Linked DNA regions of Mus musculus: all the other regions are linked to region 2. Evidence: chromatin contacts called from public HiChIP or PLAC-seq data. All regions are on one chromosome and are shown on one strand. Each heading gives the region's core, a stretch centred on a gene start, on an enhancer-like site or on the middle of the called end of the contact. The rest is flanking DNA. Distances are from core to core; before and after follow the strand shown.

Evidence for each region. HiChIP or PLAC-seq counts read pairs in DNA pulled down with a chosen protein or histone mark.
Region 1: a contact with region 2 is called in a FOXA1 HiChIP or PLAC-seq map of pancreatic cancer cells. The contact joins the enhancer-like site here to the promoter of Knl1 in region 2. A contact is called at or near these places in 3 of 39 promoter capture datasets (erythroid cells, hippocampal neurons and pre-B cells), 35 of 484 Hi-C or Micro-C datasets (the Ba/F3 cell line, CD4 T cells, CD8 T cells and 24 more), 10 of 115 datasets of contacts at active chromatin or transcription factors (bone marrow-derived macrophages, double positive thymocytes, embryonic midbrain and 5 more) and 3 of 9 other capture datasets (adipose tissue, liver and pancreatic islet).
Region 3: a contact with region 2 is called in an HNF4G HiChIP or PLAC-seq map of pancreatic cancer cells. The contact joins the enhancer-like site here to the promoter of Knl1 in region 2. A contact is called at or near these places in 1 of 39 promoter capture datasets (neural stem cells), 4 of 484 Hi-C or Micro-C datasets (CD8 T cells, the G1E-ER4 cell line and uterus), 4 of 115 datasets of contacts at active chromatin or transcription factors (embryonic stem cells, pancreatic cancer cells and stem cell-derived neural progenitor cells) and 1 of 9 other capture datasets (adipose tissue).

What each region holds. Positions count from the first base shown.
Region 1 is chr2:119,298,130-119,302,552 of GRCm38.p6, forward strand. It overlaps Vps18 (VPS18 CORVET/HOPS core subunit), which reads left to right. Exons shown (of 5, transcript NM_172269.3): 5 at 1-324. Among named protein-coding and RNA genes, the nearest start is that of Vps18, 12 kb to the left of the region's middle. Within about 2 kb of position 2,217, at least 144 of the 459 cell types and tissues checked have an H3K27ac peak or open chromatin away from gene starts, as enhancers often do. A contact at or near this core is called in CD8 T cells, the G1E-ER4 cell line, adipose tissue and 15 more, where this site is marked.
Region 2 is chr2:119,044,694-119,048,900 of GRCm38.p6, forward strand. It overlaps Knl1 (kinetochore scaffold 1), which reads left to right and starts at 2,426. Exons shown (of 24, transcript NM_029617.3): 1 at 2,426-2,530. It overlaps n-TSgct7 (a tRNA gene), which reads right to left and starts at 2,138; the gene lies at 2,057-2,138.
Region 3 is chr2:118,880,856-118,885,491 of GRCm38.p6, forward strand. It overlaps Ivd (isovaleryl coenzyme A dehydrogenase), which reads left to right. Exons shown (of 12, transcript NM_019826.4): 12 at 1-2,054. Among named protein-coding and RNA genes, the nearest start is that of Gm32798, 4.6 kb to the right of the region's middle. Within about 2 kb of position 2,621, at least 150 of the 459 cell types and tissues checked have an H3K27ac peak or open chromatin away from gene starts, as enhancers often do. A contact at or near this core is called in the G1E-ER4 cell line, adipose tissue, neural stem cells and 1 more, where this site is marked.

The DNA of each region.
Region 1 (4,423 bases), core at 967-3,466, 250 kb after region 2:
TCACGCTACAATGGTGGCCCTGGACTTGATGGCTTTGTGTTGATGCTGAAGCTAACAGGATATGATCCCAAGAAAGGATGGAATGCCACAAGAAGGCTGCCTGCACCAAGTGTGGAATAGAACAGGTCAGGTCACGGCCAGCCTAGTCGACATAATAAGTTCTAGGCCAGCAAAGGCTAGAAAAAATTAAATTAAATTAAAAAAATAAAAATAAAAAGAAGAAGTCCAGAGTCCTGCAAGCCTTTGAGCCTTGGCGTAGGTCCTTCACTGGGGGTGAGGCAGGTTTTGCTTGTTTCCTTCTCTGACTATAAATGTTTAGAGATTACAGTCCCTCTTCCTAAATCCTGGAGCTAATCTCACCTCTGGCTGGCAGGTGGCGCTGCTGCTCACGGAATTCATCCAGTTTTGGCACCTTGGGGCACAAATTCTCCAACACTAACTAGGTCTTACTAATGCTTCTTCGGCCATTTCCTTCCTAGTGGTTGCAAGAATTTTCTAGAAGTGCCTGATGCCTGGTCAGGTTCTAGGCCCTTAATTCTTTCTCCAAGTGTTTTTTATGAGCGTATGTTACATATAACAGGGGTGCCTTGAGTCACACTCACCTACTTTCCATGTCTCCCACTAGTTCTCCTCCCCCTCTGCCTCTTCCTCCTCCTCCTCTTCCTCGCTAGTCTTCCTCACTTCCTCTATTACATCTGTATTGTGTGAGGGGAGCATACATGCTGAGTTCCAGTGCCTGGAATGTAGGCTGCCAACCACCACCTTTCCTTCTGCTCTTCCTGCCACTTCTGTAGTCTTCCCTGGGCCTTGAGGAGGTGTGGCCTGACTCTCATTTATAGCTGTAAGTCCCTCATTCTCTCCAGTGGCTCTCACACATTCTGGATTTTGCTTGCCCTTCCGAAAGACTGGATCCCCTGCCAGGCTGGGCCTGGCTTTGCTGTAGGCACTGTGGAGCTCTGTGGCACTTGACCTGTTTTCTCCTTACCTTGCTCCTGTGACTTTGCCTGTCCTCACCCCGAGACAACACTTTCTTAGTTTTAGTTGGGACCAGAAGCTACATCCTGGGACATCCTGGAGTCAGGTCTTTCAGGGACAGCCTTTGCCCTCTGGACAGGTGTTCACAGTGCATTGTCTGACTGGATTGATATGAATTAATCAGCTGGCCCAGGATGTAAGAACGTGAGTGAGTGTTCCTGTCCCTAAGCAGGCGGCCAGCTGACCTAGCTTATAAAATGACCCTTTTCTCCTCCAATGTAATCCTGTGTCAGAATTGTCTCTGGTTCTAACTGTATCTGGCCCCCTAGAGCAGTAAGGTCTCCCATGGTCTCTGCCAGCCCAGAGGGCTAAGCTACCTACACAATGACTCACAAAGATCCTGTCTTCTAGATGCAAGGATAGCAGGTGCGGGGAGGCACCCTCTGTCTAGTAGGTATCCTAATCCTATTCTCTCAAGGAAGATTTGGGAGAAATTTCTTCTCCATGTGGCTCCAGACCCCTTCACACTTATAGATAATAGGAGCACCGTGGTCAACGTGGTTTTAAGTAGAAAGCCTTGGTCTCCCACCAAACTGATTGCTTGCTTGTGGTTTAGATAAAACAGCTTGGAACTGCTGTCTTCGTACATAATGGGGCCTAATACATGTTAGTTAAACAAACACTGCCCTATTGCTCCCTTCTCCCGGAGGGTTTTGCTCAAGCGGCCTGGGACGCCCCTGCCCCTTCTGTCTTATACTAAACAGCCCATCTGGTCTTAGGCTGCTTCCTCTTTCCTGGGAAAAGGCCCCAGCCTTCCCTGGCACTGATAGAATGGGGTTCCGGTGAGTCAGGGCAACGGGAAGCCACAGCTCTTAGATCCCTGGAAACCAAGCAAAACTTGGAATAGAGAGCAGAGAGAAGGCCCTTGGGGCTCTGGCCCTAAGCCTGGGGAGGGGCCAAAGAAGGAGGGGGAGGGAACAGTTGTGTAGGCAGGGGCCAAGATGAATGAGCTGCCTCTGGAGCCTGGAAATAGGAGGTCACTGGAAATAGGAGGAGTGGCCACAGGCAGTGACGCTGAGACCAGGGCAGGAGGCCTGTAAACAAGGAAGCCACCTGGGGGAGATCGAGGGCGGCCGCTGGTCCTGGGGAGCAGGTGCTTCCTGAGGCCCGCCCTTGACAGGGCCCTAGGGGCCGCCTCACCAGTTGTCAGTTGTCCTTAGGCACTAGGGGGCGCTGTGGACTGGCGTCCACACAGAACTGCTCTCAAGCAGCGCTTCTAAGGGGTGTGGCCAACGGAGGGTGTGCCCAGCCAGAGCCCTAAAGCCACCCCCACCCTCCCACCCGAGCTGCCCTCCCTACTGTCCCCAAAGTGTACTGGCCAAGGGCACCAGCCCAGACACTAAAGGAGCAGGGCTCAGCCTGGGTGTGAGCTTATTTCTCCGTGGATACCAATTCTCTGGTTCCTGCCCCTCCTCTCTAAGGCTCAGGTCTCAGGCCAGAGCCTGGCACCAACTCTGTTGGTTGGGAGGGGGCTCAGAAGCCACCAAGCTCCTGGCTGCCCTTGGCGCTGCTCCCCCATCCTCTGGCGCCAGGGAAACAAAAGATTAGGGGCCCAGAGGGACTTATCTGGCCCCACCACCACTGGGTGGGGGGAGGGGGCAAGAGGGGGCACACCTCTCCTCTCCTCCAGCACTACTGATTCTTCGAGACACTTTCACAGGCGGAAATTCCCAGAGGTCAGAGGAGGGAAACGGTTAATTCCTTTTATTCAATGGCCCCCCTCTCCACACCACCCCCTAGCTTCCTCCCTCCACTTCCCGCCCCCCCCTGTGTGAACAGGAAGTGGAGAGGAAAAGGCTCTGAGCAGAGCAGCTGGGAGCAGGAGGCAGGGAGGGAGTGGGCAGCAGGCCCGGTGCCAGCCCTCCCCTCATGGTTGTTTGTTGGAGGGGGGAACACTGTGGCTGTGTATAGAACCTGAAATCTCGATTGGCAAGGGGCACCTGAACTAGGGCAAAGCCCAGCCTCCAAGCCCCTGCCCTCCAACCTGTTGTCAGGCCAGAGACTGGTGTCCTGCCAGTGCAAGCCACCCTTTGCCCAAACCCTGGCTGCCTTGGCCACTGTATCTTACCCATGCTGCTGGGCTGGTTACCTCAAGGCTGGAGGGCAGCAAGCAATTGTACAGCCTCCAATCCTGGCACAGGGCTCCACCAACTCAGCCCCTTGGCCCTGCCAGTCCTTTGAAGCTCAGTCAAAGCTTCCTGTTTGGGGCAGGCGATGCCAAGGCCCCTCCCCCACCATTGTTCTGTAGAGACCATAGGTCCATCTGTTGCCCCCATGGTGGGGCCCCTAGGCAGTACCACACGGGAGCAGAACCACAAAAGACCCTGCTGGCAGCTTTTCTCATTGGGAGCAAGACTGTCCCCACAGCAGGTTGAGGATAAACAGCCTTCGGAAGCAGGCCCTAGAGGGGCTGTGGGATAGGAGGATGCCAGTGAGTAGCTCTGGAGCATGGTGGGCATCTCCTGCCCTCTGCTTCCTCCTACACCTGCGCGTGGAGAGGAGGAGGTGTGAGCCGCCAGGAAAGGGTCAACATTTTCCTGCCCAGATTTCAAATGGGAAAACTGACTGATGGAGGGGGCAGCCTTTGATGGAAGAGATGCCTCATGGCTGGTGGCTTCCTCTCCCTGAATAGCGTAGCCTTTGCTCAGTTCTTGCCTTGAAGTGATCCTTGAGGCAAGCAGCCAGTACCCATTCCCAGAAATCACAGAATGTTAAACGACCCCAGGTTGGTGGCCAGCAACTGATGCCCACTGAGACCAAGCCAAGGCAGGAAAAGGGAAAAGGTCCTGATTTGGCTCTCAGGACAGTGGGTACTGTTCCTGGTTCCCAGGCTGCTGTGGCCAAATGTGCTTCCCAGACACATAGCAGGTGCCACATTGTCTCTGCATCTCCCTCTTGCTCCTAACTCCCTACCATGGGCTAATTTCACATTGTAGGCTGTTTTCCCCCTCACTTCTCCATAGGAGTTAAAACTCTAAGGTCTACCCCACATCTCTCATCATATCCCCAACTCAGAACTCATCCTGCTCCTGCCTCTCAGAAGCGGCCAGAGCCCTGGAACCTTAGCTAGTGATGTGGAAACTCACCCTCAAAGGGTTTCTGTTCTCTTCTTCCACCATGTGTTCCCGGGGATCAAACCCAGGTTGTCAGATTTGGTACCCAGCACTTTTATCCACTGACCCTCATACTCGGCTTCCATCAGCAGCCAAGGAGGCTTGAGCTGAGGGCTAGGGAGGTGATCCAGAAAGAATAGGTAGAAACCTTTCCCCTGGGTTTATCAGCCTAACCACACCCTGAATACAGTTCTTTTCTCCTGCAAGAGGAGACTATAACTGACCTTCAACAGCCAATAGAAAGCTTCACTGAGTGCAGCAGAGCCTGGTTGGTA
Region 2 (4,207 bases), core at 1,176-3,675:
ATCTGTGGGAGGCACTTGCTCTCAGTTCTGGGGGCTGGAAAATCTGAGAGATGGATGCTCTGTCTGCTGCTCTAGATCAAATTTCTTTTTGCTTTGTTTTGATTCTCCAGTCGGGGCTTCCCTGTGATGCCTCTGGCTCTGTAGACCAGGCTAGCCTTGGAGCTCAGCAATCTGCCTACTGCTGCCTCCTGAGTGCCAAGATTAAAGGCTTGTGTCACTACCCAGTTTGGATCAAATTTCTGACACACAAAATTTGACAGACACTCTCAAACCATAGGAATTCTAAAGCAGTCAGAGTAATATAAAATACACGATTTCAATCAGAGGCAAAGTCACAGGCAATATCACTGAAGCTCATTGCCTTATTTAAAAGTGTTTTTGATGAGAGATTATGAAAATGATTGTCGCTGCCCACTCTTCACCCACAAAAAATTGGCTACTAAATTGTCTGCAAGGCCCCTGAAGGGATGTATGTCCCACCAGGACAGAAAACGGACAGTAAGACATGGCTGAAGAGAACTGGCCAAAAGTGCCCAGACTGTGAAGGTAGCAACATTCCCAAGGGATTTGGACCTAAAATGGAGGAACCAGGAGAGAGGCGTCTGACTGCCTTCCAATCATCAGTGCCACAAATCTTGCTGAAGCACCTGCCCCTGGTGCTGGGCTCTTGAACACTGAGCATGCCCAGTGAGAGGAATGTAAAATCACCACTCCAGGGGATCATTAAGAACTCTTCATGATCTGGTACCATACAGGATGAGGGTTAAACATCATGGAGTCAATAGATGTGGGTTACACTGTCCTGTCTGCAACTTAGAAGCTGTATAGCCTTGGACAAATTAATCTTTCAGTGTAAAACAACAATAATAGAATATGAAGACATCTATCATGATCACAGGGTTCTGCAGAGTCGGAGACACATAATCCATGTAAAATGTATGTTGCTTTTAGTTATGTAAAAAACATTAAGGGTTTTTAAGTGTGAGTTGAATGAATTTGTCTGATGATGTTACAGGAGGAAAATCTCTGTTCTTTTTTCTATTCCTAATCCTTTGGTTAAATCCAGAAGATTCAGCTTTTTGTCTTTTGAAAAGGTAGTCGTGTTCCTCTTCTTCAGTAGTTTCTGGATCATAGCAAGATTTCAAATGTCATGGGCATTTTTGTTTGTTTGTTTGTTTTGTTTTTGGGAGTTTTGTTTTGGGGTGGGGGTGGGGGGATTGAGACAGTGTTTCTGTGTAGCCCAGACTGTCCTGGAACTCATGCTGGAACTCACTCTGTAGACCAGGCTGGCTTCGAACTCAGAAATCCGCCTGCCTCTGCCTCCCAACTGCTGGGATTAAAGGTCTGCGCCACCACTGCCCTGCAAAGGGTTCACTTGGGTTACCCCCCCACCCCCACCCCCACCCCCACCCCTACCCCCACCCCCATGGGCACCTTTTTAATGTATACATTGAAAACAAATCCCATAGCTTGCTTAAGGGCTGGAAGAGGTGGCATTTGTAATGCAATATGGTACTTCACGATCAGGACAGGTATTAAACCCCCAAAATAGCGATTATGGGGGTATAGCTTTGTAATCCTAGCATTTGGGAAGGCGAGACAGGATGATTTTTAACCTGGAGGCTAGACTGCTACACAGTAAAACTGTGTCTCAAAATAACAAAAACAAAACAAAGCCCTCGGAGTAAGAGCTCATTAAAGACTGAAAGCATTCATCTCAGAGCTAGGACATTTCATGTTCCAGACCACCACTGAACATGTCCTGTTATTTTACTTTGTAAGAAATTAAATTCCTAGAAAAAAGTCTCTTTATCTGCTTTTTCTTCATCTGTGAGTCATAACATTCCAAAAGCAGCCTTTCAAATATCTCAATTCCTTCAGCTGATTTCAAATATCAAATTCCTTCAAATTACAATATCACCAACTAAAACACCTCGATGCTGAGACTAATTGTGTTAGATAGAACCTGATCGGAATTAAAACCCGAAGCAATATTTAATCACTTCCATCCTGTGGATTATAAATTCACATTACACTAATTAGCAAAAGACACTTTCGACGAGGATGGGATTCGAACCCATGCGTGCAGAGCACAATGGATTAGCAGTCCATCGCCTTAACCACTCGGCCACCTCGTCCCAGAAGCTAGTTTCTTCCTGGTAGCTATAGGGAGTAGACACAGAGCGCTGTGACGCAATACCATGGAAGTCGCCATTTTGTACGGAAGCCAACAGTGCGATTGTTTACTCTGCAAACACTCGAAAGAAGATGGCCGTTCTCAGAATAACAGAGACGAAGAAAATTCTGTAGAAAAGAAGAAAAACCCGAGGGAACTTAAGTCAGAGCAGAGGAGGACAGAGAAGTTTATGTCTTAGGGGCGGGGCCGGTCTGGAGCCGAAGGGGTGGGGTCTGCGCGGCGCGCAGCACTGAGCATGCGCATCACTAGGGCGGTTAGATTTGAATACTTCAGGGACGTTGAGAGGTGACGTCCGACTCCAAGGAGCGCGAGGACCCCAGACAAGTCAAGCAGGTGGTCGGTGGCGGGTCAGAATGCTCCTTTCCGTTCTGGGCTCCTGAGAGGGCTCGGGTTCTGTTTGAGTGCTGAAGGGCGGGCGCGGGTTGCTGAGGTCGCTCGGTCGTCGGGGCGATCTCGGAAAGGCCCTGCAGCCGACCGGACCGCGCGAGCGCCAACGGCCCGCTCTCCTTCTCCTGGAGCGCCGCGTTTCGCTTCTCCTTTCCCAAAGCCGCTCCATTCCCGGGGTCGTGTCGTCTGCGCGGTGCGCCGTGGGCCTCCGGGTTCGCCCCGCCCATCATCTTTGGTCAGGGCTCCGGGATCCGGTCCCACCGTCTCTCGCCAACTCCTTGTGGTATGTGTTTCTGACCGACGTTCCCTGCTTCCGTGGTCTGAAGGCGACGAGTGAACTTTAAATTGTAGGCTCCGTCCGAGCACAATAATAGAGTTTCGGGTTTCTGCAGGTCCAACATTAGTAAAGACAAATCGGTGTGTTAGATTACATAAATTTCCTTTCCCATCCAAAAGACTTTGGATTCCCTTTGGGAAGAAAAATATTGCCTACTGCAATTTTTAAAATGTACTAGACGTTGTAGTTTGATTTATGCTCATATATTTGAATGCCGAGTCAACTGAGAGTGGCACTGTTTGAAAGGATTAGGAGGAGGGGTGGCCTTGTTGGAGGAGATGTGTTAATGAGGGATGAGCTTTGAGGTTTCCAAAACTCTGCCTGCTGTTTGTGGACGTTCTTGGCTACTCCTTCAGCATTGTGTTTGCTCGCAGGTTCCCCATGATGACTGCTATATAAGTCTCTGAAACTGTAAGCAAGACCCCCAATTAACTGCTTCCTGCTATAAGAGTTGTGGCCATGGTGTCTCTTCACAGCAATAAAACTGTGACTAAGACAGAAGTTAACAGAGATAAAGCATGTGGCTAAAACCCAAAGCAGCAGTTTATTCTAGACACCAAGGTTGACCGTTAGTTTTCATTTCAGTTAAATTGGTTCCGTTGAGTCCCTTGTATGTCTCATAGGTTCATTGTCTTGTGCTAAAGTAGACTTCATGGGGATGGCATTTCATTGGTCAGATTGTTGGAGAGATGATTTATAAATATGGAAGGAAATATATCGTAAGGTATTTGGTCATTAAAGGTTAGGTTCAAGCAGTGTACTTCTTGACTATGTGAATGGCTGGAAACCTTTACAAGTTGATAGATGTAAATGGAGTAAAATGTTTGGGATGGTGATATAAATGATGTGTTTGATGCTGAGAATACGAGAAGGTACTGATTCTAGATACTGGATCGAACAAGCGTTTCCAATAGAATTTTCTGTGATAATAATATTCTATATCTGCACTGTCCAACATGGTATCTATTAGCAGTCATTTTTGGCGCACTTAAAATATGGTTATCAAAGAAATGTAGTATGATTACCAAAAACTTGAGTTTTAATTTGTTTCATCTTAATTTCATTGTATATAATCATTCAATTTGACAGCACAGGTCTAGAGTCTGTATCAGTGGAGTCTGAATCAGTGAAAATGTTTGTATATTTTGGTTGTATAAATTCAGGAATGGACAAAGAGCCAGATAGTATTTAGGCTCTGCTTGCTGTGGGTCAGTATGATGGTCTCTGCTACATGATGTTTTGGTGGTGATGTTTATTTTCTTCAGTTAAAAGAAAGTTCTCAAAGG
Region 3 (4,636 bases), core at 1,371-3,870, 160 kb before region 2:
TGACCCTCCAGGTAGCATCTGACAGGTACCCGACTCCTTTTCTTGGGCAAGCCTCTGGCAGGGTGCCCTTTCTGTTCAAGGGTAACAGAGGCATTACCCCTTTCAGTTGTCAGATACTTGTGGTCTCATTTCTTGAGGAAAAGGCAAAAGCCATCTCCTTCTTAACTGTTTCTCCAAGAGCTAGACAGCTCCAGAATGCCTATGGCAGACCCAGGAAGGACAGAGTCCACAGTCCAGGCAAGACAACACAGAAGATCGGCTCCCTCGTGTACCTGAGTCTGTCTGCATCACTCTGTCACAGGCTAGCACTGGGCCTGCTCATGTGACCTTCTGCAGCTGACTGGCCAGCAGACACAGGTCCTGTGGCCCAGCCCAGGTTGCCTGGCTCCCCTCCAGCCTTGTTGCCTCTGTATATTTCTCTAGACACCCTGTGGCTAATTTTATTACAACTGCACAATGTCTGTTGCCATTTTGTATTAAATATACTGCAAGGTAAACCCTTCTGCGCCCAAAGCCGTGTTCTGCAGGAGAAACAAGCCACTTGCTATGGTCCTGTCTGCATCCAGAGAATGTCCTTGAAGCGGCCTGCCCTTCAGTTTGCCCTTTGGGAATGGGATAGGAGGCCAGAATAGGAAGTCTCAGACCCAGATCTCCTGGTGACTTTTCTTCTTGTTGTGTGTGAAATTGTACCTAGGCTGTGCTAGGCAGGCACTGCACCACTGAGTCAGCTCCTTGCCCTACCAACTTCTCCATGGTTTTATTTTAGTCTCCCTGTAGCCGAGACTAGCTTTGAACTAAGACCCTGAACAGTAGATCTGCCCCTATCTCTTGAGTGCTGGGATTACAGGCAACACCCTGTGCTTTTTCTTAAAGGAAAGGGGGAGAAAATGGGGGGGGGGTGTCAAGTGTGGGAAGACAGGAGGAGAGTCTTAAGTTTCTGGAGGATTTTGAGAGTTTTTTTTTTGGGGGGGGGTTGCTTTTGATTCAGAGTCTAACTGTAACTCAGAATCCTCCTGCCTCTGCCTCCTGACTGCCAAAATTATATACATGAACCACCACAGCTGGCATATCTGAGTTTTGTTTCATTTGTCTAGCTATATAGCCCAGGCTGGCCTTGGACTCAAAGATCCTCCTCTGCCTCCCTAGTTCTGAGATTAAAGGCACGTGCAACCACCACACCCAGCTCAAACTCTGCAAGGTTGTTTTGTTCTTTTAATACTTGACTTTTTCAAGGTCAGAATTGGAGCTAGGATCCTAATGGGCTAGCAACAGGGACATCCCAACCTTGGGCCTCCCAACCTTGGGCCGTCACAAATAGCGCCCAGGCCGTGGATTACCACATTCATGTGAGTTCCCAAAAATAAAGACTGTTTTTCCTGGCTCCCAGCCCAACAGTCTTAGCCTAGGTGGAGTGCTGAGGTCTGAGACAGGTGGAGTCAGCACCTTAGCAACCCCACACCCGTCCCATCTTAAGAGGGGGTTCATGAATGCAGTAGATACACTGACCAGCTGAGGAAGATCCCTGGAACAACCCACAGAAGATGATCAAAATGAGGCAGAGGACCTGCACGCCTGCAAGATTGTCACCAAGCCAGACAACCTGGGTTGGAGTCCAAGAACCCATATGGGGGATGGAGAGTTGCCCTCTGACCTCCATAAGTTATCAGAAGGCAACATGTCACCCAGTCATGCCATAGGAACCCTACCAACGAGAGTGTGCCCCAGAAGTTCACCTGTTAAAAACCTCAGTCCCAGCCATTTGTTAATGGTTTAGGTAGTAATGACTTTAGTGGCTTTATAAAAGGGAATCTTAAACTAGTGTGCCTGCTCTGTCGTGTCAGGTCTCCTACCATGTTATCAGGCAAGAGAAGAACACTGGAGTTGGGAGCGCCATGCTTTTGATAGTCAGCCTCTGGAACCATGAGCTATAATTACCCAATCTGTTTGTATCCAGCTATAGCAACTGAAAGGAAGAATGTGATTGTTTTTCTGAATTTTTTTTTAATGTGACACACAAGAAATGTTTTTAAATAAAAGACAAAATAAAAACTATGTCTGAAAAGTGGATGGGAATAGTGGGGGTGGGACGCTGCTAATGAGAAGTGTTAAGTGTAGCCAGGTCTTGTGCCTTATCAGAATCTAGTGACAAACACCTGGGCTCCCTAGGGAGTGACACTGGGCTAAGGCAGCTATATGGGGGTTTTTGTTTGGTTGAGTTGGTTTGGTTTTGGTTCCCAACCCCCACCCACCCCGCTGATAATCCAACTTGGGCCTGGAGAGAGTTTCTCCCCAGGGACCAGAGTCTTAGCCCCACATCCCAGTGGTAGTCCCTTGTAATATTGCTTCACTTCACACATCCACTCCTTCCCTGACCTTTGCAACCAACTGAGTGCTCAAGGCAAGATTGCTTAAGGATGCAAAGCCCTGCTGGGTGAGTTGCTCAAACCTAGGAACGACGGGTGAGCCAGCCACGCTCTGACGCCCGGGAGGCTGGGTGGGGCCCGAGCCGGAGTAAAGCAACAGCACACAGAGTGGAGAGAGCGTCTAGCACACAGCGTGCCCTGGTGGGGGCTGGAATCCGCATGGCCATCGGTTATCTGCTTATGGCGGATCTAAAGTGCTCTCACTTCTTAAGACTCCTGCCTTAAAGCTCTGCGGGCGGCCGATTGCAGCGAGGACTCCCGGGACCCGCTCAGTCAGCGCTGCGTGGAGCTCGCCTGACCCCTACCGGCCATCCGCGGACTCGCAGGCGCGGTGACTTTCTGGACGCTCCAGTTTCCCACTCGTGCTCTGGATGCACGGTTTCCAAGACTGAAATTTCCCCAGAATTTGTATTTTACTAAATGAGAACATTGAAAGATCACTATCCACTATCACCACCATCTCATACAAGAAGGCCAAACAAAAACAGGGAGACCATAAACAGCAAAGATGAGTGTGGTATTCTTTTAAAAATTATGGTCAGAGTTTAAAAAACTGTAATTTTTTTTCCAAAACTTATTTTATGTGTATGAGTATTTTTCTTGCGTGTGTATATGTGTTCTGCTTGTTAGTCTGATACCCGCAGAGACCAGAAGAGGAGCTGGATTCCCTAGAACGATGTTATGAGTTGCCTTGTGGGCAGCGGGGAAACCCATTCAAGGGCCTCTCAATGAACAAATGCCCCTAACCCGGGGGAGCCGTCTCCCCACCCTCCAAAACAATGTAAGTTTTTAAAAGTTTATTGAAGAGGAAAGCCTGTCCCCTCCTTCCCCCTGTACCATTCCCCCAGGACAAAACTTCTTTTGAATCTGTAAGGAGTTCCTTTTTGGCTATTCATGCTTCTAAGTGCTCTATTGATTGATTGGTTCGATTGTAGGTCCTCCTAAGGATACTGTTTTAATGTGCATAATTGTCATTTATGACAATCTTGTTATATGCTCATATTTTTTTCACTATCCAACAGGCATTTAGACAAGCCCCCAGATAGATGGGGGGTGTGGGGGGGGACAGGGCAGGAGCACATACCAGCCTCTTCTTCTGCCTATATTCCACTCCACAGTGGAGGAACTCAGAGCCACACTATGCAAGGTGGGGGCTCTCCCCTACTGTGCTCTACCTACTTCCTCTAACCAAGAGCCATTCAGAATTCGACTTCTCCACACCAATCCAACTTGCCTCCCTTCTTCCAGTCCAGGTCGCTGAACTGCACCTCCACCCTGAGCCAGAGAGAACAATGGAGCCTCCTCTGATGGAGCCAACCATGCATCCCAGCACATTTAAGGTCAATACAAAGGTTACACTGGGCATAGTAGGCATCTTGTATACCCAAGCACTCAGGAGCCTGAAGGAAAGGATTACAGTGACGTTGAGGCCAGCCTGAGCTATATATCCAGTTCAAGGCAAGCCTGGGCTACCTAAGTAAAAGGACTGGGAAAGTGCCCCCCAAATAAAGACCTAACATCTCAGTAGAGCTCCTTTGTCCCAGATGCTTTGGAGACTGAAGCAGGAGGATCACTTGGGGCCAGGAACTTGAGGCTACCTGAGCAACACACTAGACCCAGTGTTAATAAGGAAGCATGGTGCTGCGTGCCTTTAACCTCAGCACTTGGGAAGCAAGGTAGGCAGGTCTCTGTGAATTCGAAGGCTAGCTTAGTCTAGAGAGAGCTCCAGGTCACACAGGGCTCTGGAGACCTTGTCTTGGGGGAGGGGGACCTAAGGATTAGCAAAGCAAACACAATTTGGGTCTATCTTGACTCTTTCTGCAACTCCCCTCTCCGCTGCTGAGCACAGCAGCTGTGGTTGTACGCAGTCTTCCCTGCCTTACTCTGGCCTGGGCCTTTGCCCCAGCTGGTTTCTCCATCCAGGAAGTCCTTCCAGCTCTGTGCTGTGCCCTCCCCTAAAGCCTCACTGCAGGCTCCCTCCAGAAGAACTCTCCAGCCTTTCTTCTCCTCTCTCCCCACCTCACCCACAGCCCACTCCCCTTCCTCCCACCTTGGCACATGAACATCCAAGGGCGCACGACACGTTCAAGGGCAAGGTGGGCATTCTCTTCTTCATGCCTGCCACCTGTTTCCTCCAACAAGGGACAGCTCCAGGCCACAGCTTCTGCTGTTCTAGAATTCTAGAACTGCTCGGCAGTTCGAGTACGCCTGCC